Linked DNA regions of Mus musculus: region 2 is linked to region 1. A link is a contact called in public Hi-C data. All regions are on one chromosome and are shown on one strand. The core of a region is the stretch at or near the end of the contact, and the rest is flanking DNA. Distances in the headings are between cores, read along the strand shown.

Evidence for each region. A called contact is a pair of places that touch in the nucleus more often than the background predicts.
Region 2: a Hi-C map of cerebral cortex shows a contact between it and region 1, with 3 times the contacts expected there. The contact joins two enhancer-like sites. A contact is called at or near these places in 1 of 15 datasets of contacts at CTCF or cohesin (large pre-B cells), 9 of 484 Hi-C or Micro-C datasets (cerebellar granule neurons, cerebellum, cerebral cortex and 6 more) and 2 of 115 datasets of contacts at active chromatin or transcription factors (astrocytes and epiblast stem cells).

Annotation. Positions count from the first base shown.
Region 1 is chr3:59,310,042-59,315,227 of GRCm38.p6, reverse strand. It overlaps Med12l (mediator complex subunit 12-like), which reads right to left. Exons shown (of 44, transcript NM_177855.3): 43 at 2,294-2,375; 44 at 1-531. The coding sequence ends at 479. Among named protein-coding and RNA genes, the nearest start is that of Igsf10, 32 kb to the left of the region's middle. Within about 2 kb of position 2,432, at least 83 of the 459 cell types and tissues checked have an H3K27ac peak or open chromatin away from gene starts, as enhancers often do. A contact at or near this core is called in cerebral cortex, where this site is marked.
Region 2 is chr3:60,613,268-60,618,453 of GRCm38.p6, reverse strand. It overlaps Mbnl1 (muscleblind like splicing factor 1), which reads right to left. Exons shown (of 10, transcript NM_020007.4): 5 at 4,934-5,186; 6 at 2,681-2,834. Among named protein-coding and RNA genes, the nearest start is that of Mbnl1, 110 kb to the right of the region's middle. Within about 2 kb of position 3,228, at least 64 of the 459 cell types and tissues checked have an H3K27ac peak or open chromatin away from gene starts, as enhancers often do. A contact at or near this core is called in cerebral cortex, where this site is marked.

The DNA of each region.
Region 1 (5,186 bases), core at 1,183-3,682:
ATGAAAATGATCAACATTTCAAATTAAAGTGATGCAAAAAAAAAAAAAATGTTCACCCCACCGCCACGGTCGAGTGAAGAGCTAATGTGTCCACTCCCGCGAGACCTGCCACAGCTTTCAAATCAGTAGTTTGGTCCACCACAGGTTTAAAAAAAATCGTTAATGAATACATAAATATTTAAACCTACCATAATTCATTCTTTATGTAAATATGAGATAAAAAAGCACCAGTTTCAAAAGGTCTGCTACCACACTATCTGGAGTAGGCCTGTATGATCCACATTTTAAAACCTATTTTAAATCTGATAAAACCAAACCATGACTCCTTTACTTATTTAAATACTTCTGCATGAAATGTAGCATAAAATATAGGAAAACATAAATAACCAAAGACCAAAGGAGACGTCTTATGAGGACTACTAAATTTGATTTTCTGTTTTTCAGTGCAAACATAAACTTCATGTCTTCTCTTTCCGATTCAAAAGTGTGAAGGGTGTGCACAGGGAGTCACTCCTTGCTGTGGCTGGTTACCTAAGGGGAAAGCAAACACAACAGTTACAGATGTGAACTGGTGCTGCAGATAACACCTTCTCTCTGGCGGGCCTCTCAGTAACAGCCCCAGGTATGGGAGGACAGAGCAACAGGCTAGACCCTGGGGCCAATAACCATGTAATGTGACCAAATGTATTCTGTAGAGGGGCCAAGTCTACAGGAGAGACCCACAGCTGCCCACACAATGCCTCGGGATTAGATAGATTGACTCACAGTGTCCAAGAGCTGTATTCCAGCTCTTGACACTCTGGGGACAGCAGAGCAAGCTGACATGCTCTTCAGATAAGTCTGCAATACAGGACTCCTCAGTGCTGATTTATAAACACTATAAGGCCAAGCCTTCAGGTTATATTCTCTGCAAGAATTTTAACTCAAAAATATCGTCGTATTTCATTGTTTTAATCACAGATTATTTAATAGAGTATACCTACTTAAAAAAAACAGCTAGGAAAAAAATTGATCTTACTTCACGTAACCAAAATTAACTGAGGCTACATGAAAACATACACACATATTTCAGGTTTGGAAATTAAAGAAAAATCTCATGTATGTATTCATGGAACATGGTGATGTGTTACATAAAGACACAGACAAGTGTACATTATATGTTAAAGACCAAAAACAAAAACAAAATAAAATAAAGAAAAATTAAGATATGACTGGCAGAGACACCAAGGAGTGTGGAGGGAGGTGGGGGGCAATTCTCTCTGTCAAGATTCCCACATGCAAAGCAGTCATGCAAAAAGCTACCCCTCAGCCACAAATGGATGCCACATCACTGTTTCAACATGCAGCAGACTCCACCCTGTAACTCAGAAACACTGAATCTGAAAGCCACGGGAAAACGTGTCTCCTATACTTTCATAGGTGGGAAAACGTGACCTAGCCAATAATGGCCACCTTGGCAAAGAAATCAGGTCTTGTGACTCCAGGCCACTATGTTTCACCACACAAGGGACTCACTCCATCTCTAAAACGATTCTATCCTGAGATACTGGTATAGGGGTGATCTAAGTCAAGGTCATGGGATGAGTTTCTCCTTAAACATTTCTAGCTCTATAAAAACAAGACCCGGGCATGGAGTTGAGGTTAAGCAGTAGAACACATGTCTGGAACACAGGAAGCCTTGGGTTCTATCCTCAGCACCATAAAATAAAACCAACAAAAGGGGGTTGGGTGTGCTTTGGGAAAGTCACATAAAACAACAGGAAAATACTGAATTTAAGGGGAAAAATGTGGCTTTTCCAGGGGAAGAAAAAGGTAAGTCCAAAACTAATCAAACTAAGACAAAGTGAAATACCTCAGACCAAGCCAAACATGAAAAAAAAATGTATGTATGTATGCATGCATGTATGCATATATTATGCATATATGTATGTGTGCACATATGTGTGCATGCATGGATATATGTGTGTGTATGCATGCATGTATGAATAAATGAATGTATGCATCTGTATATGTATGTATGTATATGTGTATGTATGTATGCATGTATGTATGTAACAAAAGTAGTCAAATAAAAGAGGAGGAGTGGACAGTGGAGGTCTAGGAGGGGTTTAATGGAGAGTAGCTGAGAGAGGAGACAGAAGAAAGCGAGGAAGGAAAGTGATGGAGCTCTATTTCAATGAAAAAGTCTTTAAAAATGTTTCAGAGGACACAGTGTGATTTCTGAAGAGCCTACTATGCCGGGCTTGTCGCTGACTCCCAGACTCCCCTGGCTCAGTGTGAGATAGGTACTTACTAGAAAGCTGCTTTTGGAGCTGTCGCACCAGGGCGGCTGTCTGTTGCTGTTGCTGGGTCTGCTGCAAGCCTTGCCTGGGGAACTGTAATTGCAACAAGGGGAAGGATGAGTCAGCCACTCGTGCTCCACAAGGCACAGGCTGTACCTCGGGGCTGGCTAAGGCACGTTCACATGCTCAGTTTGGATACGTCTGGTTTTGCCTACGGTACAGCTGGCCAAACAGTGCTTCCCGCAGGTACTTGCTTGGCATTTATCTTTAGAGTTTCCATGAAGAAGTGCTCACTACAGAGGTAGCCCACTCATCCAAGGACCTCTCTGACAAGATGAAAGCTCTCTGCTGTGGAGATCTGTCCAATGCCAACAGACCCCATGGGCAGGGCAGAGCAGAGCCTGTGAGATAGAGCATGGGTTTGTGGAACATCTGACCTCCACCTGACAGCCATGGCAGGGTGAGCTGGGCCATACACAAGAACACTCACATTTTAAGGAGTTTTCTCCTAGCCCTGTCTGAGGGGACCTGGAAGTACCACACAAGGAACTGCAGCTGATGTTTGAGGAGCATGGGGAGACTGACTGATCAGTGTCTGCTAGAAGCAAAGCTGTTTTTGATTAGAATCACCAATGATACTAGGACACTTCCTAACTGCAGGTGTCGGACTGCCTCTCTTTCTTTCCTTTCTCTACTCCTCAGCTGTCTTCTTGCGACTTAGAAACAACTGGGATGCTCTGATACGAGCATCTCTTAGTCATACACAAAGAACTGGTTGTTTCCTGTTAACCTCAGTCTGTGCCATCTGCCTGTATGGAACACAATAACCAGGCTGTCACAGCACCCTAGAGAGCATCTCCAGAGATAGAAAGTGAGAGCTGACCTAGGCCAGGGAGGAGCATGGTAAGGAGTTTTCTTTATTTTTGCCAGCTTCTTCCACAGTGGCTCTCTGCCAGCCTAGTGCATCCAAGGCAGCCGTGCCTGAGCTCTTCCCTCAGGTAACTGGGCTCTCTCCACCTCCCCTCTTCTCACCACACTAGGCTGAGAGGTCTGTGCTGTGCCTGTAACACATCTGCATTGCTTGTCCTTAATCTGCTTCACATCCCTAACGAGTTTTTAATAAGACCATTCTCAATGTGAATGCAACATGATTCCCTCTTCCTTGGAGGTCCTCAGTATGACTAAAAGCTGCCCAGGACTGTTAAGTCATATAGGAAATTCAAATACAGAATGCATAGCTAAATGTGAATTTCAGACAAGTAACAAGGAATTTTTTATTTTACTAATATTTAATATTTCACGTGACAAATACTGAATTTAGTCCAAGTAACCCAACAGAAAATTTGACGTAACACTTTTGCTAACTGCTTGCCTGAAATTCAGATTTAGCAGAAAACTCTAACTTTAGACAGCATTGCCAAGATGACTCTTCCATGTGTAATGGCACACAAAGATGATAAGCCATTGCCAGCACCAACCCTCTCCACATACAGGTCTGGGAAAACAGAACAACAATCATTCCTCTGTGTGGAAAATTCAGGAAGGCACGTGTTTTCTTTTTAATTCAACCATTTCAATGCTTAGAATCCTATTTAACAAGTCTTGCTATGTGCCATGAACTATTGTGGGCATTATAGGTATACACTCTGGCGCTTGATTCTGACGAACAATGATGTTAACAAAGCTTTTGGTACAGGTGCTTTCATGTTTAGTGTGTGTCAACATGGAAGTTAGTATGTTAGCTCTCATCACGTCATGTAGGGCTGAACCCTTCTCCACACACACTGCATTTCTGCAAACATTCATCCACACAGCCCCCTTCCAGAGAATGCATAGAGAGAGAGAGCTGGATGTCCCTTCTCCTCAGCTTTGGATGTTTAATCTTGAATTTTCAGAGATATTTGAATTTAGACTATGAATAATAAAGACCTATGACCCTTTACTACCAATATTCTCATGATACAGGTGGGAGCTGTGTCATTTGGCTACTGAATCCTAAGGGCACTCTTAGAACTATCGATCTCAATTTCTCATAACAGAGCACGAATTCCCCGAGAAAGACCAGTATAAAACTTTTGTCTGTGGCTGCTGGTCAAAAGTCACAGCAGTTCTTAACTAATGCTGCTATCATGTATGTTTTTTGAAAGGCAAAATGGAATACAACATAATCTTCCCCCAAGAACGAGTGCATTTTAAGTCACCCAATTAAGACAGCATAAGATGAAAAGAATAGACTTAGTTACACAGTATGGATATTATTTTCTTGAATGTTGGAAGGAGCTTCATTCTACATCTATCAAACAGAGTTAATAGTCATTTAAACACACGAACCTTTAAAGGATTATAAGTCAAGAACTACACTTATGACCAAGCTTGAGACACCACACAAATTTCCCCAGAAAGGACAGAGGCTACCACTAGTTGCCCTTTCTTCCCAGACCACAAATGACACAGGAATGCACACAAAGTTGTCACCACACTTAACTGATGGTATTGGGCTTCTCTTAATCTTTCACACTCACTTTACAGAAAAGCTTCCATAGGATACCTTGAAGAGGTGACAGTTTCTGTCCTAAGGCAGTTTTGACCTTAAAAACACCTTTATACAGTGATTAACTTGGCTATGGGTATTCATTGTCACTGCCTACCATGTCCCAACTGATGCTACCAACTAAAGGAGACTGACAAAGTCACAGTCAAAAGGCAACAGATGTAGCACTGCCTTTCATGGTGGCTTACGCTGAAGCTTTCCAACATGGGCTCCACGTTTCTCGATCTTTGGATCTCTGTTAGGGCTTCAACTCTATCACTCAAAATAGAAATGCTATAGTCTTAAACCCCAGGATTGTGACATTACTTGGAGGTAGAGCTTTTCTAGAGGTAGCCATGATTATTTCCATGGAA
Region 2 (5,186 bases), core at 1,979-4,478, 1.3 Mb before region 1:
ATGGTCTTTACTTCCTTCAGGTCCAGTGAAGTTAGAACTTGCCTTTATTTATATTTAAGGCAAAAATAAAATCAAATAAAATCAGTGTCACTGAAAGTCTTATTTCTGGCATATCAAAGGGGTTAAATTAATTTCTATGACATAAACGGGCTGTAGATTATAGCTGGTCTGTTTATGATCAGCTTAATTCTGAAGATTAAAGATAAAACAAGAAACTGTGTAGCTAAAACTGAAAAATCAATTAAATGAGCAAAAAACCCCACTGAACTTAATAAAGCAGTTATACTTAATATATTTTAAATAAGATAAAGGGCATAAAAAAAGGTGTGGAGTTTGGGGATTTGTAAGGGCTGTATTCTGAAATTCCTTTTAATGCAGTTATATGACAGGCTCATAGCTATTGAGAAACAAGCCCAGTTCCCTTAAAGTTCTGCTAAAAGTTTCCAGAGCCATGTAACTTATGACAAATCGCTACACTTCACTAGGCCCCATATTTCTCACTGGGAGCATGGACAGTCAAGCCAAACTTTGGGTTTGAGGAAAAAAAGGAGAGAAGACATCTAAGAGGTATTTGGCAGGCAATTACTGAGTCATTACTCAGCCAATGGTGACTCTTTGGAATGGAATGTGGAAAACAAAGAGGAGCACTGTGGGGCAGGAAACACTGCCCCTACCTGCCCCTACCTGTTGGCAGGTCTAGTGTAAATACCAGCATCCTGCAGGGCATGTAATCATGTGTGCTAAGTGAGTCAAAGGCAAGACAAAGACAAGGAGAAGAGAAGGAAGGAGGGAAGGAGAGGCCAGGGAGCTGAAGACAGAATGATGGACAGACACATGGGGTGGGGGTGGGAGGATAGAATCATGAATGGTGGACCAGATGATCAGATGCTATGGAAGTCTAAGTCTTTTCTTACATTAAATATGTGGGGGTTTTGTTTGTTTGTTTGTTTGTTTGGGTTTTGTTCTTTTCTTTTAGGTAGATGGTTAGCTAGAATCCTTGACTCATTGTCAAGAATCTAGTTCCTATATATGTAGTCACCTGTTCTATGGAGCTAGCACACTGTGCTTCCCTGTAATTTCAATGAAACAGACCCACACATCTACAGTTACTGTTGAAGCAACACACCTCATAGCCCTAAAAATCCAAGCTGTGAAAAATACAGTGTATTTTCTAAATTATACTGTAATTAATAGAATATTTCACCTGTATTAATTCTATAGTATATGCATATAAAATAAGCTAGATTTTGGGAAATGAGCTTATTCTGTCCAAGACACTACACATGTGATTATATTTGAATCTATGGTAAGGCTGACTTCCTTTAGTTCTAGAGGGAGTTTAAAAAGATAAAATCGCCAATATTTTCAAGCCAAAGAATTTGTAAATAAATACACAAATGTCTCAAAAACCTGGACAAAAATCACTAGACATAGCAATTTGTGCTGTGTTTGTCTGTGCAACCCTAGGAAGCAACCACTCAAGGATTCCTATCCACAAACACAACAAGATGGCCAGGGAGCTGCATGAGGCCTTGGGTACCCCTATCAGGCAGTCTGAACAAGGTATCCAAGAGCACACCTCTCATTTCATCATGGAATATTTTAATGAAATGTTTCAGCTAGCTGATGTACATGATGCACCTGATTCTATGTGGAAATGGCCAGTTTTCAGAAATGAACTATACAAAAAGTTTTGTTTCCTAGTAACATCTAATATGAGCATGATGTATTAATTTTCTAAGTCTAAAATAAACTGTCTCATTCTCTAATATCACAAAAATGTGATACTCTAAATACTGTCACCATAGCTCAATGTGCTAGATTTGTGATGCACATACCTAGCCATTCACTTACTAATTTGTTAATAAATTATTTTATCAAATATATATATTTCAAGTGTTCTCAAAGTAAAATTGTATAAGAAAGAAAAAGAGATTAGTGTGTCTTGGTAATTAATTTCAAAGCATAATGTAAAAAAGATGTATGAAATAAATTAAGAATATTCAAATAGTAAATTTCTAACCAACTAAGTGAGCTACTAGTATCTTATCCTTAGATCTCTGTGCGTAGGAGTATATCTATGTGACCAAACTGAAAAGGAACTGAAATCACAGCTGCATGACTCAGCACTAAACAGGAATGCCAATGGATGACTAAGCAGTAAATTTAACACCAAGGGAACTTAGGGCTACTTCAACTTCAGCATAGGAACAAGAATAATTTTGCCATGCATAATTAATATGAAGAGCACATTGTAAGAGCTCGAGAATAAATAAATTTTCACTGTCTTCTTTGCAAACTGAAGGTTGAAAATGTCAAAATTGAGTCATTTCATAAAATTGTGGAATCTTGAAGGCAAAGGGGTCTTACAGCAGGAGAGCATCATAACACAGCTTGACAAACATACAACAGTGTTGAGGAAAGAGAAAAAGAGAGAGTATTTCAATTCCAAATAGCATAAACACCAGAAATATATAAAGCATGTCTGTGTCAGAAAGCTTAAGTTTTCTCTTTTAAAGGAAAGCCATAAGAAAACCGAATGTGTCTTCCCAGCTGACTCGCTTACCATTCGCCCTCCCATGGCTAACAGCTGACCTGCGCTGCAGGTGTTTCCTGCTTTAACAGTAGCACCCCGAGGAGATCATAGCAGATGCATTCCAGAGCAAACCCAAGCCCTTACCTGGTGGGAGAAATGCTGTATGCTGCTGTAACTGCATGTTGGCTAGAGCCTGTTGGTATTGGAAAATACCAGTGTTAAAGACTGCGGTGGCACCGTTGGTTTTTTCAAGAGCAGGCCTCTTTGGCAATGGGGGAAGTACAGCTTGAGGAATTCCCTGTTTAGTGAGTAGTATAAAAACAAATACCAGTAAAAAGAGAAAAAGAAAAAAAGAGAAATCAGTTGTAGGCTAGAACAGTTAGGGGGCACGAGCAAGCAAGCAGCAGAACACTTAACTACCCAGGGGGACAATCCAGGTGACAAAACCAATTAAAGAAATTAAGCAAGATAAAAGCTTTAGAGGAAGCATTATTTTGTCCACAACAAAAGCCCACGAGTAACGAGAGCACATGTTATAACGCGGAAGGTCTTTTATGTCCCATAATGCTTCGGGCTTTCTGTGAGAAGCCATCTATTTGGGGAAGAAGGAAAGCTGCCGCGGGAGCCCCGTGAGGACTGCCAAGTAGAAGCACTGTTAATAGTTAACTGTACAGTGACTGGCTGGGTCCTGCCAGCTCTGCCCTCCCCAGCCTGCTGACACATGCAAATGTCCCAGAGCATGCAAACTCTTCTGAAATACTGCACTCTATGTTAAAAAGAAAAGAAGCCTATCACTAAAGCCATGCTAACCACACAGGTACATAAATATAGAGTGAACACCACACTTTATCGTCCTCCGAGTCTTTCATTAGAACGTTTTACAATATAGTTAAACTGAATGTGGGCTGCTGGGATTCCAGTCTTTCATTGTACCTTATCCATCTATGTATGCATTTTAGGTCTTTCTGCTCATTTTTTCAGGAAACCACACTCAGATTTTCATTGTACTTAACCACTTTAAACAGGAAAAGGATTATATCTATTTCAATCAGTTAAAAACAAAACAGAACAGAACAAAACAAAACAAAACCAAAACCAAACCAAACCAAAAACAAAAACCAAAAAAACCTGTATCTACAATAAAGCTACATGCCAAGCTAAAAGGTGAAAGGTCATAGTACCAGGTCAAAGGTTGCCTCGAGGGGTCGCTTCAGTGATTTGACAGCCGACTGAGTCTTAATTAGCAGGCAGCGAGCACATGATGGCAATGGGCCAGTGGGGTTCAAGCGCATTAACATAAACAGCAAGCAGAGGTGCATCATGGGGGCAGCAGTGCATTTTGGGTAGGTGAGAAAAAACAAATAAAAAAACAAATCATCGGAATGCCATATACAACGAATAACAAGACTAAGCATGCACAATAAAGGCACTATTGAGTTGTTATTGGAGGATAATTCCTCTTTGTAGTTAATTTCAAATAATACTCTAAAGAAAAAAAAGGGGGGGTGGTGAAAGAAAGAGAAAAGGAGAGAGTCTGCCTTCTGTATTTTTGCTCAAGTATCCATAAACAAACACAGAAAAGACCTCTCTCATGATCATTTTACTGTGCCATGACAATGATTTTTGTATGAATATTTAAAGAATAAGTTATATATTTATATTAAAAAGGACAGCGTTAAAACAGCTAAGCCAAGAAGAAATGGCCTCCTTAAACTCATCTACTAGGTCTCATTGAAGTTGATCTTAAGATAAACCACTTAGCATCTACCCTAAATGATCCTTACTTATTTATTCATTTTTTAAACACTCCTTGAGTGCTAGTGCTCTTCTCTTCCCTGTATAGTGGCTTAGTCAATATTTGGCACTGTAATAATCATGTTTCTGCCACAGTAGGCCTTCACACGATCTCGACAGCGGATCATTCAAAAGGATCATTGCAGCTAATTTAAAAACAATTTTGTTGAAGCTATTCTCCTAAATAGTTTCAGATGATGTTATTAAAGGCAAGATAAATGTAAAGAAGAGCCTTGATGTGGGGAAGAACACACTCAAGGAGAACAAGGGCCAGCTGGATGGCATACAGAAATCAGAGACTGGAAATGGCAGTGTCGTTCAATCAGAAAGGCGACAAGTGGTTCCTTATGAAGCAGGAATTTCAGAAACCCTACATCCAGAATGAGACAGTCTTAGGGGTTAGGCTAAGAGGATGAGCAACATTTGAGGAGTTATCCTTGCGTCTGTGAATGGTAGCTTCTTTATGTATTGTGTGGGATACCTGAACAAACATATCTTCAGCAAAACGGGAGGAAGAGGTTAATAGATGAATAGCTGGCAGTAGAGAAATTGTTCACTATCTTTTCTGATTGCTGACAGGAGGGCACTGCTGTCTCCACTCACCATGGCAGCTGCAGTAGCTGCAGCCTGTGCTGCTGCAGCCTGGTTGACCTGGTATTGGGCAGCCTTGATCTTGGCTTGCAGGTGTGCGGGAGGATGGAAGTATTTGCACTTTTCCCGAGAGCATCTCCCCTTGATGTAATCCATGCAGACAGTGACTGTGTTGTCATTGGTATCAATCATTGTGCTGTCAGCAGGATGAGCAAACCGACAGTCATTTTCTCCTCTGTTGCAATTGCCACGCTGGTACTCTCGA